Linked DNA regions of Mus musculus: all the other regions are linked to region 1. Evidence: chromatin contacts called from public ChIA-PET data. All regions are on one chromosome and are shown on one strand. The core of a region is the stretch at or near the end of the contact, and the rest is flanking DNA. Distances in the headings are between cores, read along the strand shown. Region 1 has its middle 5.3 kb from the start of Sit1. Region 2 overlaps Rnf38 (ring finger protein 38). Region 3 overlaps Gne (glucosamine (UDP-N-acetyl)-2-epimerase/N-acetylmannosamine kinase).

What was found. ChIA-PET counts read pairs in DNA pulled down with a chosen protein or histone mark.
Region 2: a contact with region 1 is called in an RNA polymerase II ChIA-PET map of memory CD8 T cells, with 6 read pairs. The contact joins two enhancer-like sites. A contact is called at or near these places in 1 of 484 Hi-C or Micro-C datasets (CD4 T cells) and 2 of 115 datasets of contacts at active chromatin or transcription factors (double positive thymocytes and memory CD8 T cells).
Region 3: a contact with region 1 is called in an RNA polymerase II ChIA-PET map of memory CD8 T cells, with 7 read pairs. The contact joins two enhancer-like sites.

Annotation. Positions count from the first base shown.
Region 1 is chr4:43,475,791-43,480,950 of GRCm38.p6, forward strand. No RefSeq gene overlaps it. Among named protein-coding and RNA genes, the nearest start is that of Sit1, 5.3 kb to the right of the region's middle. Within about 2 kb of position 2,546, at least 219 of the 459 cell types and tissues checked have an H3K27ac peak or open chromatin away from gene starts, as enhancers often do. A contact at or near this core is called in memory CD8 T cells, where this site is marked.
Region 2 is chr4:44,157,350-44,162,509 of GRCm38.p6, forward strand. All of the region lies in intron 2 of Rnf38 (ring finger protein 38), which reads right to left. Among named protein-coding and RNA genes, the nearest start is that of Mir5106, 61 kb to the right of the region's middle. Within about 2 kb of position 2,687, at least 26 of the 459 cell types and tissues checked have an H3K27ac peak or open chromatin away from gene starts, as enhancers often do. A contact at or near this core is called in memory CD8 T cells, where this site is marked.
Region 3 is chr4:44,033,183-44,038,342 of GRCm38.p6, forward strand. Gne (glucosamine (UDP-N-acetyl)-2-epimerase/N-acetylmannosamine kinase) reads right to left here. Exons shown (of 12, transcript NM_001190414.2): 12 at 893-4,171. The coding sequence ends at 3,936. Among named protein-coding and RNA genes, the nearest start is that of Clta, 31 kb to the left of the region's middle. Within about 2 kb of position 2,174, at least 19 of the 459 cell types and tissues checked have an H3K27ac peak or open chromatin away from gene starts, as enhancers often do. A contact at or near this core is called in memory CD8 T cells, where this site is marked.

The sequences.
Region 1 (5,160 bases), core at 1,296-3,795:
CAATTGATACACACACACACAAATAAAATTAAGTTAAATTATAATGATATTACCAGAGTCTGAGGACAAGTGGTAGAGAAACAAGTTTTAATCAATACAACCAAGAACAAATAAAGGGGGTTCAGTGACTCCCAAGTTCATTTTCAAGGGGCTAATGGGAACTTTTTTAAAGGAAACAAGGTAGCCAGGGTTTGCACCTCTGGCAGGGGGTGGTCTGATTAATCACTGTCTCAGTTATGGCTTTCCAAGGGTTCTGAAGAAGCTGTTACTGATGTTTTCGTTAGATGGCCAGAGTCTGTCTCTAGGTGGCAGCCTCAAACTGTGGGTGACTGTCCTTACTCAGGGACCCGGGTGAGCTGCCCTGTAAGCTTTGCTATTACTTAGGGGGTGTTTTATCCCCTTGTGATAAAGATGTTTGTCAATGAGTCTCTCCTTCCTGGTGTCTGCAGGAGAGAGTGACCCAGCATGTTAGGCCTACTGTTAGGCCTGTAATCCTAGAAATTTAGGAGGCAGAGGCAAGAAGAACCCGAGTTTAAGGCTGGCCTGACCTTCGTGAGACTCCCAAGAGGAAAGGGACTCAGAAGGAAAAAGCAAAACAAACCAAAAAAAAAAATAAAAAAAACTGCCAGAAGGGAAAGCTAGAGCAGAATGGAACAAAGTGATTCAAAGTGATTTTATCTGGTGTCTCCTTCAGTATCTTACATCTTTCATTATCTTTTTTTTGTTTTGTTTTGTTTTTTTTTGTTTTTTTGTTTTTTGTTTTTCGAGACAGGGTTTCTCTGTATAGCCCTGGCTGTCCTGGAACTCACTCTGTAGACCAGGCTGGCCTCGAACTCAGAAATCCGCCTGCCTCTGCCTCCCAAGTGCTGGGATTAAAGGTGTGCGCCACCACTGCCCAGCCTAAGTTGCTTTTTAAAGTTTATTTCCATGTATTAGTTAGAGCCAAGGCTTTAAGTGACTATGTCTTCAAGACCTGGCAGCACAAGGCCACCCAGCTTTGCCCCCTACTGGTAGGCAAAACCTTCCTGGACTTCAAACCCATCTGATGGACTGAAAAGGCCAGGTTAACGCTGGCGAGGCCTAGTACAGGCAGCTCCTGCTATGGCCTACAGCTCCTCACCACCTCTAAGTATAAGGAAGTTCAGAACTTCCTGTTCATCTTTGGTCCGAAACCCTTCTCCTCTGCTCCAAAGTTTACATACCTATCATCAGAGATGAGGTCTCAGCGAGAGGGAAAGCTAGGGATGAAGAAGGCTCTGGTGACTTCCCAGAAACATCTGCCCCCTGGCTGACATGATACACCGTGTGTGTGTGTGTGTGTGTGTGTGTGTGTGTGTGTGTGTGTGTGTGCCACACATGCCAAAGAATCCACAAAGAAAGGAACTTGGAACTGTCGGCTTGTACTGGGTCAGGTGAGGTGACTAACCGGAGAGGTGTGGTTATGTTCTTTGGTTTAGGAACTAGAAAGGGAGTTGTCTTAGTTTGCTTGTTAAGTGCTTAGAATTTGTGCCAGAGCGTAAGCCTTAATGATAGAGATGAGAGAAGACAAATAAAAAAAGAGGGAAAAAGCCACACATAGTGGCACACGCCTTTAATCCCAGCACTTGAGAGAAAGAAGCAGGCGGATCTTTTAGTTTTTCTTTTTTTTTTTCGTTTTTTTTTTTTTCGTTTTTGGTTTTTCGAGACAGGGTTTCTCTGTGTAGCTCTGGCTGTCCTGGAACTCACTTTGTAGACCAGGCTGGCCTCGAACTCAGAAATCCGCCTGCCTCTGCCTCCCAAGAGCTGGGATTAAAGGCGTGCGCCACCACGCCCGGCTATGGATCTTTTAGTTTAAGGCCTGACTGGTCTACAAAGCAAGTTCCAGAACAGCCAGAACTATGCAGAGAAACATTGTGTTGAAAAACAATAACAAAATAAAAAAGGAAGAAAAGAAAGAAAGAAAGGAAGAAGAAGAAGGAAAAAGGAAGGAATGAAGGGAGGAAAGAGAGAAAGAAAGGAAAGGGAGGAAGGAAGAGAGAAAGGAAGGAAGGAAAGAGAAAGAAAGAAAGAAAGAAAGAAAGAAAGAAAGAAAGAAAGAAAGAAAGAAAGAGAGAGAGAGAGAGAGAGAGGGAGAGGGAGGGAGAAGGAGGGAGAAGGAGGGAGAAGGAGGGAGAAGGAGAGAGAGGAGAGAGAGAGAGAGGAGAGAGAGAGAGAGAGAGAGAGAGAGGCAGGCAATGAGCGTGGTTCAGTGGTATATCACTGATCAATTGCTTAGCATGAATGAGGTCCCTGGGTTTGGTTAGCACTGAGAGGATAGGGAGGGATAAAGAGAACACATAGAACACAGGCTTCAGAGATTGAAAGAAAAATAAAATTCAGAACACACGCCATTGGGGCTACACATAAAACAACAACAACCAACCAACCAACCAACCAACCAAACAAACAAACAGGAACTCAGTTATAAGCGATGTTTGCCCAACTCCAATAAGGCCCTGGGCTGGAGTCATGGGCAACGCCAAACCAGGGGACTACAATTCCCAGGATGCTATGGGCCAGGCCTCATCACGCCTGCGCAGAGGTGATGGCGCTGCCTCTTTACGTCTGGAGGGGGCACTGGAGCTTACTTAGTTCTGAAGGCTTTGAGTTCGTGCTGAGACCAGTCTGGGGTTCTAAATCAGCTTCCTGAGCCTTAGAGCATTCAGCCCTGGTTCCTGCTAGTGCCAGTGTGCTATTCCGATCAGCTCCTCTTCGAAGCCTAAACTCTCTCACGTCCTTCGGGTGCGGACTCTGAACCAGTTTCAGAAGCACAGCCCCACTCAAAAGCCCACATCCCGATGCTGTGGTTCCCTCCTTCCGGTGTCTGCCCCCAAACCATCCTTCCTCCCTCCCACACAATTGCCTGACCTTGATTGCGACCTAGGTGTCCCTTAGAGAGATCCAAGTTGGCATCCTCAACGGTACAGAGACCAGAAGCACCCCAGTACCATCCTTCTCACGGAAGGTTCCCTACTCTCTGGATGTCTTTGGGACTTTGCAAATGGAAAGGAGAAAAGTGTAGAAATGAAAACCTCTGCTTCCTCTTTCTTTTTCTGTTTGTTTTTGTTTTTTTGAGACATGGTTTCTCTGTATAGCCCTGGCTGTCCTGGAACTCACTTTGTAGACCAGGCAGGCCTAGAACTCAGAAATCCACCTGCCTCTGCCTTCCGAGTGCTGGGATTGCTGGGATTAAAGGCGTGCGCCACCATGCCCGGCTTGCTTTCTCTTTCTTATGTCCTTCAAACACCAAAAAGGTTGGTGGCGCTGGAGCTCAGGCTGAAGGCGATTTCTTCCCCCCTCCCCCCTCCGTTCTGCTATGGGATGCTGGAGCTAAGAAGGAGTTGGACTTTTTTCCAGAGTGGGGTGGATCACAGATGGGCTACAGAAAAGTTGGAGGATTGGTGCAAGGATTGGTTAAACAGAGCAGTGTGTTGCCACCGGGAGAGTTGGCGAAAGCTTGAACAGTATAGAACTGGGCTATATTCTGTGATGGGACCACAAAGATGGGTGTATAGTGGATGCCACTTTGTTTTAAAACCGAAATATTTCTAATCCATCACCTTGTCCCCATGCCTACTGAGACATTGTTCGATGTTTCTGACATCTTTGTAAGGGCCCTTCCGAGCTCCATCCTACAGGCCTCCAGCCCACACGGCGACCACTGGAGCTTATTCCTTGCTTCACTCCGTTTTTCACTCTTTTCCACCTCGCCAGAAGCAGGAAATCCAAGCTCCTTGGCACGACTGGCTTCTGTCAGGCCACCGGACTCATCTTGCTCCTTTCCTTTCTATCGCCTTTATCGCGGGGGTGGGGGGTAGGGGGGCAGCAACTCTATAGAAGCCTCCTCTCCTTTGCCTTGTGGTGCCCCCTGCTGGACTGTTTTCTACTCGGTACCTGTTGAGTCATTTTTATCTCTGAATTCCTCCACAGGACTCCATGTTTTCCTCATTTTAATAATCCCTAGCGTTATTGAACACTCTGTCTTAGTGATTTACATATGGTAATTAACTTAAACCACAAAACGAGATTTCTTTTTCTTTCTTCTTCTTCTTCTTCTTCTTCTTCTTCTTCTTTTTTTTTTTCTCGAGACAGGGTTTCTCTGTGTAGCCCTGGCTGTCCTGGAACTCTGTAGACCAGGCTGGCCTCGAACTCAGAAATCTGTCTGCTTCTACCTCCCGAGTGCTGGGATTAAAGGCGTGTGCCACCACGCCCTGCTCAAAAGGAGCTTTCTTATTTTTCTTTTTTTTTTTTTTTTTTTTTTTTTTCTTGTTAAAGAGCAAGGGTCTGGAGAGTTGGCTCAGTATTAAGAGCACTCGCTCTTGCAGAAGACTCTGCTTGGATCCCAGCACCCACAGAGTGGCTCACAACCAACTATAACTCCTGTTCCAGGAGAAGCAACTCCCTCTTCTGGCCTTTATGGGACTGCACATGCATACATGCAGGCAGGACACCCATAAACATAAAAATAAAGGTTAAATTGTTTAATAACTTTAGGGGCCTGTAAAGATGGCTCAGCAGTTAAGAGCACTGGGTTAATTCCTAGCATCCACATGGTGGTTCACAACCATCTGTAACTCTAGTCTCTTGGGACCCAACATCCTCTTCTGACCTCCCTGGATTCCAGGAACAAAAGTGGTGTACAGACAGACATGCAAAAAGCACACCATACACATGAATATTAATAAAAATAAGAAGACTTTTTAAAGGACTGAGAAGATAGCCCTGTGGGTAAAGTGCTCTGAGTGGGATCCCAGCACCCACATAAAGAGCAGGATACAATGGCAGGTATTTGTACCCCAGAATGGAGGACTCGGGGACCGGTGGATCTCTGGAGCTCTGTGGCCTGCCAGCCTAGACTACTCCAGTAGTGGTAGGACCCAGTAAGGGACCCTGCCTTTAAAACAAAAACAAAAACAAAAAGAAGCTGACTAAGTGGCTGGAGGCTTGGGGGAGGGTAAAGGCATTTGCAGACCCTTCTGAAAACCTGAGCTTAATACCCATACAGTAAAAGGAAAGAGCCAACTCCTGCCCCCTCCCCATCACCTTCCCCACAAACACCATTACTACTAATAACGTGATTTTTAAACATTTAAAATCCAAGAAGGTAGACAGTGCCTGACAAGGAATGTCCAGGGTTAGCCT
Region 2 (5,160 bases), core at 1,437-3,936, 680 kb after region 1:
AATAGATCTGCCTGTCTCTGCCTCCCAAACTGGGGTTAAAGGTGCATGACATCATATCCAGCCTTAAAGTTTCTTTCTTGTCCTTCCTTTCTTTCCTTCCAGTTTTGTTTCTTTGTTTTGTTTTGTTTTGTTTTTGGGATAAAGCTATATACATACATACATACATACATACATACATACGTGTATATATATATATACATATATATATATATACACATATACACATACACACACACACACACACACACACACACACACACAGCCTTGGCAGTTCCAGAACAATATGTAGAACAGGTTGATCTTGAACTTGCAGAGATCTGCCTCCTTCAGGCGCAGGAGTGCTGGAATTAGAGGCACTTGCTAACCCTGGCTTTAAATTTCTTAAGCATCAGTCACCTAACTATATTGAGCTTCTATGTGCACTCAATGCTGTAATCAAAACCAGTAGTCAGCTGGACAGTGGTGGCGCAAGCCTTTTATCCCAGCATTCGGGAGGCAGAGGCAGGTGGATTTCTGAGTTTGTGGCCAGCCTGGTCTACAGAGTGAGTTCCAGGACAGCCAGGGCTACACAGAGAAACCCTGTCTCAGGAAAAAAAAAAACAAAAAACAAAAAAACAAAAAACAAACAAACAAACAACAATCCAGTAGTCAATGTGCCACACAATTTACAAACAACTATGCCTCCTAAAAGTTATGTTGTGCTAAATACTTACAAATATATTTACAGAAATATGAATATCTAAAGGTAGTGTGATATAGTAAACACAACACAGCTAAAATCAGATGAGGCCCTTGCTCTACAAATAATTGGATGGATGTGTGTACTTTGAACTTTTTAAAGCCTATTTCCTTACTTAAAACAAGATGCCTAGCTTACTCTGAGATTTAAAAACAGTAACACAATACACACATAACAGAGAATCCAGCGCAAATTCTAAAAGGAATACCAGACTAAAGAGTCCTGGATCACCTGCAGGTATGCACAGCACATGCCAACCTTAAGCATTTCTCTTTAAATAGTCAAAGTTCAACAGCCAGCGATTTGTATGAGCAAATCTGAGCAATCTTTTAATAACCCAAAGATGGTTTTAGTGTATCAGTACTCATTTTCATCTTATATATAATTTCTTTAAATCAAGTTTTTATGTATAGGTGCTAGGAGGTACAGAAAGGAAACACCATATGTTCTGGGCACTACGCAAGCAGTGATGGCTTAAAACAGACGCTTTCATTTATCCTTTCCTACACCCTACATATTTTACTTTTATCTTCCTACAGAAACTGAATGGTTAGAACAAATGATTAAGACATAAAAGATTTTTTTTTTTAAAAAACAGAGTATTAAGTGGCAAAATAATGAACAGTAGCTCAAGAGAAGATTCTTCAGAAAAGCTCAGAGTTACCTTCAAGAAGTCTCTGAGAAGAGTACTAATTTCCACATACAACAGAAAGTAAGAGGATACTCACAAGCTTGTTTAAGCCTTCCTAGAAACAAGCTAGAATGTATCTGTGACTTTCAGCCCTGTGTAGGGAAAGGGTAAACATATAAGAACCTGGAAGAAAGCTTTGAAGTGAGCATCCTCTTGAATGGTAGTGTTCTGATCACTTGGGAGAAGAGGGAACAGGCTCTGAAGTCTCACCCTTTCACAAATCACCTTGTTAGGATGGCCAGGTAGAGGTGCTGAATTGGCCCCGGGAGATATCTGGGAAAAAGAGGGAGAAGAAAAGGATAGTTCATGCTGGCCATACTGACATGGAGAACAAGCCTATGAAGGAGAGCTGAGGTTTCGAGTGTGATAGTTCTGTCAGCAGACGGGGCAGGGCAAGAGGAACTTTAAACACAAAATACAGGCTGCACGAACGGTCTCTAGCAATGGAGCTTCTCATACAAAAAGGTTTGAGATAAAAAATATCACAGCTTGGGGAGCTCAAGTCCCTGTTCCCCAAATACCTAGGAATAGTAACCTCTAAAGACCAGACTTCAGGCTAAGACCTGAGGTAAAACACTTAAGTGGAGTGATGAATGTTTACCTACACTGTATTTTTTTCTCAATGTACTTTTAGTGACCTTGGTGAAAAAAGACTTGACAATACTTATGGTAAAAGTTCTATACTATCAGCTGAAAGACTGTGTGTACTTCATGTACAAATGTTACGTTTAACTGAGGATGGCCTGTCCAGTCTATCCAATAAACTTTAGCTACATCTATTCAGTACTAGGGAGGCTGAGGCAAGAACATCCCAAGTTCTAAGCTAACCTGGGCTAGAAATCATGATCTTGTCTCAAGATTTAAAAAAAAAAAAAAAAAAAAGAAAAGCAAATGAAAATCCTCAAACAGTAACAAAAGGCCAAATAAAGGAAACAACACAAAACTAAAGGCTCTGCTAAGGAAATGAAGACAAACTCCTAAGTCTGAAAGTAAACAACTGTAACGTAAAAATCTGGACTGTAGTTTAAATCTCCTTACATTTGTGTAAGTCTGTAGCAATTTAAAACCATGAACAACACTCTTCACTATGTTGTGACAGTGAAATTTTCCTTGGGGACTCCAAGTTTAAAGACTTGTTTATGCTCACACATACAAAAAAAATAAGATAAAATAAAACGTGCTTAACACCGTGTGCTTTTACAGTTTTTTCCCTCAGTCTTAGATCTAAGGGTCTCCTTGGTAACAGGCACTAAACAAAAAAAGGGCGTGGTTTCCTACCTTCTAACAGGCATATGCTAGCAAAAAAAGGAGGGGAAGGTGGAAAGGAAAGAAAAAGAACCAAATCAATCGCTGTTAAGTAAGTTTCTGATGACACTGACACGGAGTGCTCTGCTCTGAGAGCCGGACGGGAGCAGGAGAGTAAGAAAACACAGCTCGGGGCTGGTGAGATGGCTCAGTGGGTAAGAGCACCCGACTGCTCTTCCGAAGGTCCAGAGTTCAAATCTCAGCAACCACGTGGTGGCTCACAACCATCCATAACAAGATCTGACTCCCTCTTCTGGTGTGTCTGAAGACAGCTACGGTGTACTTACATATAATAATAAATAAATCTTAAAAAAAAAAAAAGAAAACACAGCTCTCAGAATGGCAGATAGTAAAAGAGATGCTAGAGAGGAATTTAAGGACATCATAAAGTGAATGCTGTAGTACTGCCATGCTTTGATCATCTCTGACCCATCTGTAACTTTGTTGTCAATGTGGCATAAACCTCATAAACATGGTAAGAACAAAAATACTGCCAAAGACCTACTACCACCCCTCAGAGGTTAATAAAGAGGAATATTTGTTAGTTTACTACACAGTATATTTTGGATATAAACTATAGTTTATCTCTGTATTGCAAACATAATGTGCACTCTTTACACTTATGAGTATGTGAAGAACAGTGAAGAATATTTACTGTTTTCTAAAAGCTAAGAGATATATACATGTTAAGGAACTAAGCTATAAGGATTAAAAAATAAAAATCCCAAAGACCTTATTTTAATTAAAAAGCGACGGTCAACAAGATGGCTCAGTAGGTAAAAGGGCTTGCCACCAACTCTGATGGCCTGGATTAGATTCCTGAAACCCACATAGTGGGTAGAGAAAGAGAATTTACTCCCCAAAGTTTGTCTTATGACCTCCACATGTCATGGTTTAAATGTGTGCCACCCTATTAAATAAGCGTGAAAAGGGGAGGACAGAATGGATGCAAGCAACCAACAGTATGATATTCACGCACTATAAAGCAGGAAATACTGGAACATAACTGAATTAATAAGAAAATAAAAGGTAGATTTGATTCCCAGCACAGCACAGCCGTGCAAGTGGCTTGTGCCTCTGACCAGAGCCCTCCTAAGCAGAGGACTGCTAAGAACTCTAGGCCAGCCTCACATAGTAAGTCCTTTCTCAAAACAATAAAACCAACCCAAAAGAGATAAGACGTATATTTGCCATTCTTGATCTTCATTCAGCAAGGAATGTCACAAAAACCTCTCTCCAAATGAGCTGTTCCTTCTTCTAATTAGTACTCTACCTGCAATTCTCTTGGGCGGTTTTTTATGTTCACATAAGTGAAACCTGTAGTGATTTTCACTTTTTAAAGTAAATGGATTCTTTGTATCGTGCACCACATGTGCGCCAGGTGCCCCTGGAGGCCAGAGAGGGCGTGGTCTACCCTGAACTGATTAGATGCAGCCAGTGTTCTTAACTGCTGAGCGCTCTCTCTGGCCCCGTCTGTGTTTTAAGCAAGTCATTTACCATCAACAATCGTGGTCGGTTTTACAAATCTCAAGTACAAGCACCTGGCTAGCAGAACAGAAATCAGAGTCCGCTTTATTCTTCACTCTTTGATCCTTTGGAAAATGTTCCATCATCACAAGTAAAAACAAACAACAAACCCCTGGCACCCTTGGCTCTTGTCACACTAGGAGCTTTTAAGTATATCTTTTCTATCCACAATAGTTTTCTTCTGTCAGAAACTCCATTTATCTCTAAAGACAAATAATATGGTGGAAGAAATTATATTCAAGTCCTACCGTATCTATAATGCATCACCACTGGGCTTGACTGAAGCTAGCACTGACCCTCACGGTAAGTTCATAGATTTATTTGTGTGGAATATATGATAAGCTGACTTCCTATATAACATGTCACCATAAACTCTCATCATTTGTGTATAATCCTCCCTTATTATACTTGGAGCAGATCCCACTGATGTGGGGGAGGGGGAGCAAAGTAGGAATGCATCTCAGGGGGATCAAGATTCCAACAGCTGATCTAAGTTAATCAGGAGAGAGCACCCTAGGAGAACCTGACTTAATCAGAGGCAGTCCTAAAAAACACAACTGAGCCTTTCTTGAGAAGCTATCAGCCTTCCAAACTAAGGTACAGCGCTGTCAGGTGAGAAAAGGGAGCCACAGAGCAGGGAACTGGGGACAGCGGCCCTAGGCACCAGGCCAGAGCAGTTACCATAATCTGTCAACCAATGATTTTAAAAGAAAACAACCAAGGAAAGAGTGTGAACTCCGGCCAGGTAAGAAAGATATGAGCAGAAGACCCAATAGCTTATACCAGAGCTTCTCATACAAGGTTTTTGGCTGGTTGGTTTTCTTGACGAGGGTCTTACTATATATATAACTTAGGCTGGCCTTGGAACTCAAGAGATCTGTTTGTCTCTGCCTCGCAG
Region 3 (5,160 bases), core at 924-3,423, 560 kb after region 1:
CCTTGGTTTTGGTACTGGCTACATGCCGTTTCTGGGGTTTGCTTGGATATGTGACAGTTTTAAATTTTGATATTATCCAGATGAAATAAACTAGAGGACAAAGTGATGGCTGTGAGTTCCAAGGCTAGATCATAAAGGGCAGCACAGCTGGCATGTTACATCACTACCTGTAACCCCGCTGGCGTGTTTCAGCTCTGCCTGTAACCCCGCTGGCGTGTTACATCTCTGCCTGTAACCCCGAGCCACTTTTCAAGAAGCTCTTCTGCTCTGAAGCCACCGTGTATCAAGGAAACGCAAGCTCGCCCAGAGACCGCCTGAGAGACCTTCGTGTCAGCTCTAGGAAGTGCGCAATGCTAGGAGTAAAGGCTCTCCCACTTGTGACTCAGACGTCATGGATAGGGTTGCTGATGTTTAGAATCCTTCGTGTCTTTTGTTGTGCAGCATTGACAATTCTTGCTTAGCCACATGTAGCTTCATGAGGTGACAGAATGAGGGAAGAGGGTGGCCACGATGGCGCACACCTTTCATCCCAGGACTGGTGAAGCAGAGGCAAGTGGATCTCTTGAGTTTGAAGCCAGCCTGGTCTACAGAGTGAGTTTCAAGACCACCAAGGCTGCACAGTGAGACCCTGCCTTTAAAAAAGAGGAAGTAGTCATTGGCTTAGTGGGTGTTCAACATTTAGTTTTGAGCTTCCTTCTTGGGCCTACCTTTTCTCTGTGTCAAATACTAAATGCTAGCCTGGCAGTGGAGGCACACGCCTGTAATCCTAGCACTTGGGAGGCAGAGGCAGGTGGACTTTCAAGTTCGAGGCCAGCCTGGTTTACAGAGTGAGTTCCAGGACAGCCAGGGCTATACAGAGAAACCCTGTCTCAAAAAAACAAAACAAAAATACTAGTTTAATAATGGTCCTTTATAATAGCTCCTTTTCCCTTGGTTCAGAAAGCAGTGGCACTTGATAACATAAATTAGATAATGATAAAGCAGGGCCACAAATACAGAGCTCTTTTGGGAAAAGAAATGATTTTATGATTTTGGCAGAGGTGATGGTAAGCACACTGTAAGACTTGGACAAGGAAGTGTATCTTTTCTTTTAAAATTGGTTCAGAATTGCAATAAAAATATTTATTCAAATTGAGACAGTTTCACCATATATATTTTGTCAGAATATATTACACTTTCCACAGAGTTGATTAAAACCAGGATTTGGTTTTCAGTTTGGTATTATCCTTTCAAATACATGGCTCACAGCGTGGTAACAGTGCAGTTGTTTGGTTGCAGTGATTACAGGGTGACCCACTGGTGAGTGATGACCGCTTCGTGGGCATCCTTTGCTCCAGGCCTGGATAATAACCAGACCCAGGTGATGATTGACGGCAGCAGTTCTCATCCTGTGGGTCGTTGCCCCTTTGTGGGGTCGGAAGATCCTTTTCATGGGCATATATCATATCCTGCATATCACATATGTACATTATGATTCATTACAGTAGAAGTACAGTTAGCAAAATAGCAGCAAAGTAATTTTCTGGTTGTGGGTCACCACAACATGAGTTGTATTAATAAATACGTGGAACTATAGTAAAGGATTATAGCATTAGGGAGGCTGAGAACCACTGGTTAAAGGGCTGCATAGAACCAGCCCAAGACCGGCAAGTATGTAGGCGACAGACAGCAAAGCTGGAGGGCTGAACCTCTAAGCCCTTTGACACTCATGGCCCCGATAGGTATGAAGCTGCAGGGTTGGAGTTTGTCCTGCTGAGTTCTCCCTGCCTCTTTCCCACTGTGTCCCTAATTCCTTCCGTGCCCCATTCTTCATGCCCCTATTCCCATGCTTCCACTGCTCTCTTTGGAAGCAAAATGTATACTCTGCCATTGTGGGTTTACCAGGACGTCGTCGTTGAGAGGTCCCCTTACGTCTCAGAAGAAACGTAGTGCTTAGTATGGAGACTGTTAGGCTCCGGGGACTTGAATGGTGGACTGACTGACTGCTTTGCATGGCGGTACGTCCATGAGTTTATGGGAGTCAGGAGTGGATGCAGTTTGAATGGGAATGTCTCTGTAGGCTCAGGTATGTCGGTACGTGCTCCTCAGTGGTGCTGTTTGCTGGTGCAGTCTGGGTGAGTCCGTGGCCTGCCCTATTTGCATTCACTTCTGCTGCTGTTGGCTTGTCGTTGAAGATGTGGTTTCTCAAGCTCCCTGCCCTGGCTTCCTGTTCCTGTGCCTTCCCTGCCTTTATGAATCCTCTAGAACTGTAAGCTAATGAAACTCTCCCTTCTGTAAGTTGCCTTGGTCACTTCCATCACAGCAGCAGAAGGTAACTGATACACTGGCACGTGTGGGTGCTTACTCCAGGGTACAGTCGGTAGGCAGAACTGAGGACTTTTATATTTTGTCATCCAAGAAAAAGCAGATGTTAAGCTGGGTGTGGTGATTGATTGTTTATAATCCCAGTACTCTGGAAGCGGGGGCAGGAGGATTGCTGTAAGTTTAAGATGAACCAAGCGAGATTACAGAGACAAGCGAGATTCTGTCTCGAAAACAAACACATCAAAAAGACAATAATGTAGTCCAAATCCAGATCCATGGCTCTGGGCTTTAGGTGTCACAAAGTACACGTAAATGTGTATGCTGACATTCTGGGACACAGAGAGCAGTGAAAGGCTTTCTTTCCAGAAGCTCTGAGGCCGGCCTGCCTGCCTGCAATCTCTGGGAAGATAAGGACAGCCACTAAGGCCGTCATAACTTGGACCCCAGTCTAAAGTATCTCACAAACTCCTCAAGTAAAGCATCTCTCAGCAGACACAGGGGTGCGGTGACACATCTGTCCTGTCCCGGGGTGCGGTGACACATCTGTCCAATCCCTTGGCTGGTGGTGGCTACTTAACAGGAGTATGCCTTCTTGAAAAGTTGTGAAATGTATTATGTTGCTAAAAAAATCAAAGTGAGTGGGCATTTCTGGTGAGCTTGTCTTCTGTTGTGTGACAGGCTCTCTCTGTGGTCTGAGGAAGGACTAGTAAACTAAGCCTTCCCATGATGCTAGCTAGCATCCCGAGGTCTATGAGGAGTCCTAAGTCTTCTGGGTCAGGTGCTATTGCTCCTTTTGGTGCAGGAAGTGTCCCTGGAACCCACAGCAGGGTTTGCAGTGAGATGACCCTATCAGAGCAGCCTTGGCGAAAGCTCATGGGGAAAGTGGATTTGAAAGGTGTGATACTATTCTTGGTTGTCAACTTGATTACATCTGGAATTAACTAAAGCCTAAGAGGCTGGGTACACCTGGGAGAGATTTTTAATTAAATCCTTTGAAGTAGGAAGGTCCACTTTTGATCCACATCTTTTGAGGTGGGAAAATCCACCTTTAATCGGGGCCACACCTTTCGGTGACAGCTTCTGTAAAGTACAAGGAAGAAGGAAGCAATTGCTATTGCCTGGTGGCCCTTGCTTTCCATTCACGGTTATTAAAGCCTGCTGCACGAGTCTGACGTGTACTGAAGACCAGCTGAGACATCCAGCCCTAGGCACTGAACAGGACTCTTGGGCTGTCCCTTGCAAGACAGCCACTGTTGGACTAGCTGAACCACAGCCTGTGAGCCATTCTGATAATCCCTTTTATAGAGAGATTCTGGTATTTCTGGGACCAGATATCAAGTTTGCCTTTTGAAAAATAAGCTTTATTTGTATGTGTGTGGAGAGGGGTATGTACATCTGAGTGCAGCTGCCCCCGGCAGAGAGGCATTGGGTCCCCTGGAGCTTGGCTTCCAGGCAGCTGAGCTGCCTGACATGGGTGCTGGGGACTGGCAGGAGCAGGGCAGGCTCTTAACCACTGAGCTGTCTCAGCAGCCCTCCCCCCAAATTTGCCTTCGCAGAAACACTGATCTAGAAGAGCATGGTTCCACTCTAAGCAGCTCCCGAGTCTCTGTCCGTGTCCGTTCCCGGGAGACCTAGTGGATCCTGCGCGTTGTGTAGTCCAGAACCATGCTGGCTGCGCCAAGCAGGGCCGGGTCCACCAAGTCTGAGACCACCACGTCCACATCCTGCACGGAGGACAAGGCTTGCTGGCGGATGACGTCCTTCACGATGTGGATGTAGTGACTGGCCAGGACTCCAGACAGGATCACCAGGGAAGGATTCATAGTGTGGAGGATGTTCACAACCCCAAGTCCCAAAGCAGTTCCAGCTGCAGGAGGGTAAAAGCAGAGACATTTCCAGGAAACTTTACATCAAACTCCAGGAAGTGCTACATTTAAAAAGCTGTTTGTGAAGGCCAGGTGAGATAGCCCCCAACTTTAGTCCTCAAGAGACAGGTAGGTAGATCTCTTTTGTTGTTGTTTGTTTGTTTGTTTTTTGGTTTTTGTTTTTGTTTTTTTGAGACAGGGTTTCTCTGTATAGCTCTGGCTGTCCTGGAACTCACTCTGTAGACCAGGCTGGCCTCAAACTCAGAAATCCGCCTGCCTCTGCCTCCCAAGTGCTGGGGTTAAAGGCGTGCGCCACCACTGCCCAGCTTGAGACAGACTCTTACTGTGTGATCCAGGTAGGCCTCCAATTCAGCGTTCCTCGTCTTGCCTATAAGGTCTTAGCTGGCTTTTTGCTTTGCTTTGAGACAGGAGTCTTATGACAGGGCTCAGAATTACTGGAATTCTGCCTCAGCCTCCTGAGAAGCCTGTGTGAGAGAGAGTGTCCTGTGTGAGAGAGTGTCCTGTGTGAGAGAGAGTGTCCTGTGTGAGAGAGAGTGTCCTGTGTGAGAGAGAGTGTCCTGTGTGAGAGAGAGTGTCCTGTGTGAGAGAGTGTCCTGTGTGAGAGAGAGTGTCCTGTGTGTGAGTGTCCTGTGTGAGAATGTCCTGTGTGAGAATGTCCTGTGTGAGAGTGTCCTGTGTGAGAGAGAGTGTCCTGTGTGAGACTGTCCTGTGTGAGAGAGAGTGTCCTGTGTGAGAGAGAGTGTCCTGTGTGAGTGTCCTCTGTGAGAGAGAGTGTCCTGTGTGAGAGTGAGTGTCCTGTGTGAAAGAGAGTGTCCTGTGTGAGAGTGTCCTGTGTGAGAGAGAGTGTCCTGTGTGAGTGTCCTGTGTGAGAGTGTCCTGTGAGAGTGTCCTGTGTGAGAGTGTTCTGTGTGAGAGTGTTCTGTGTGAGAGAGTCCTGTGAGAGTGTCCTGTGTGAGAGAGAGTATCCTGT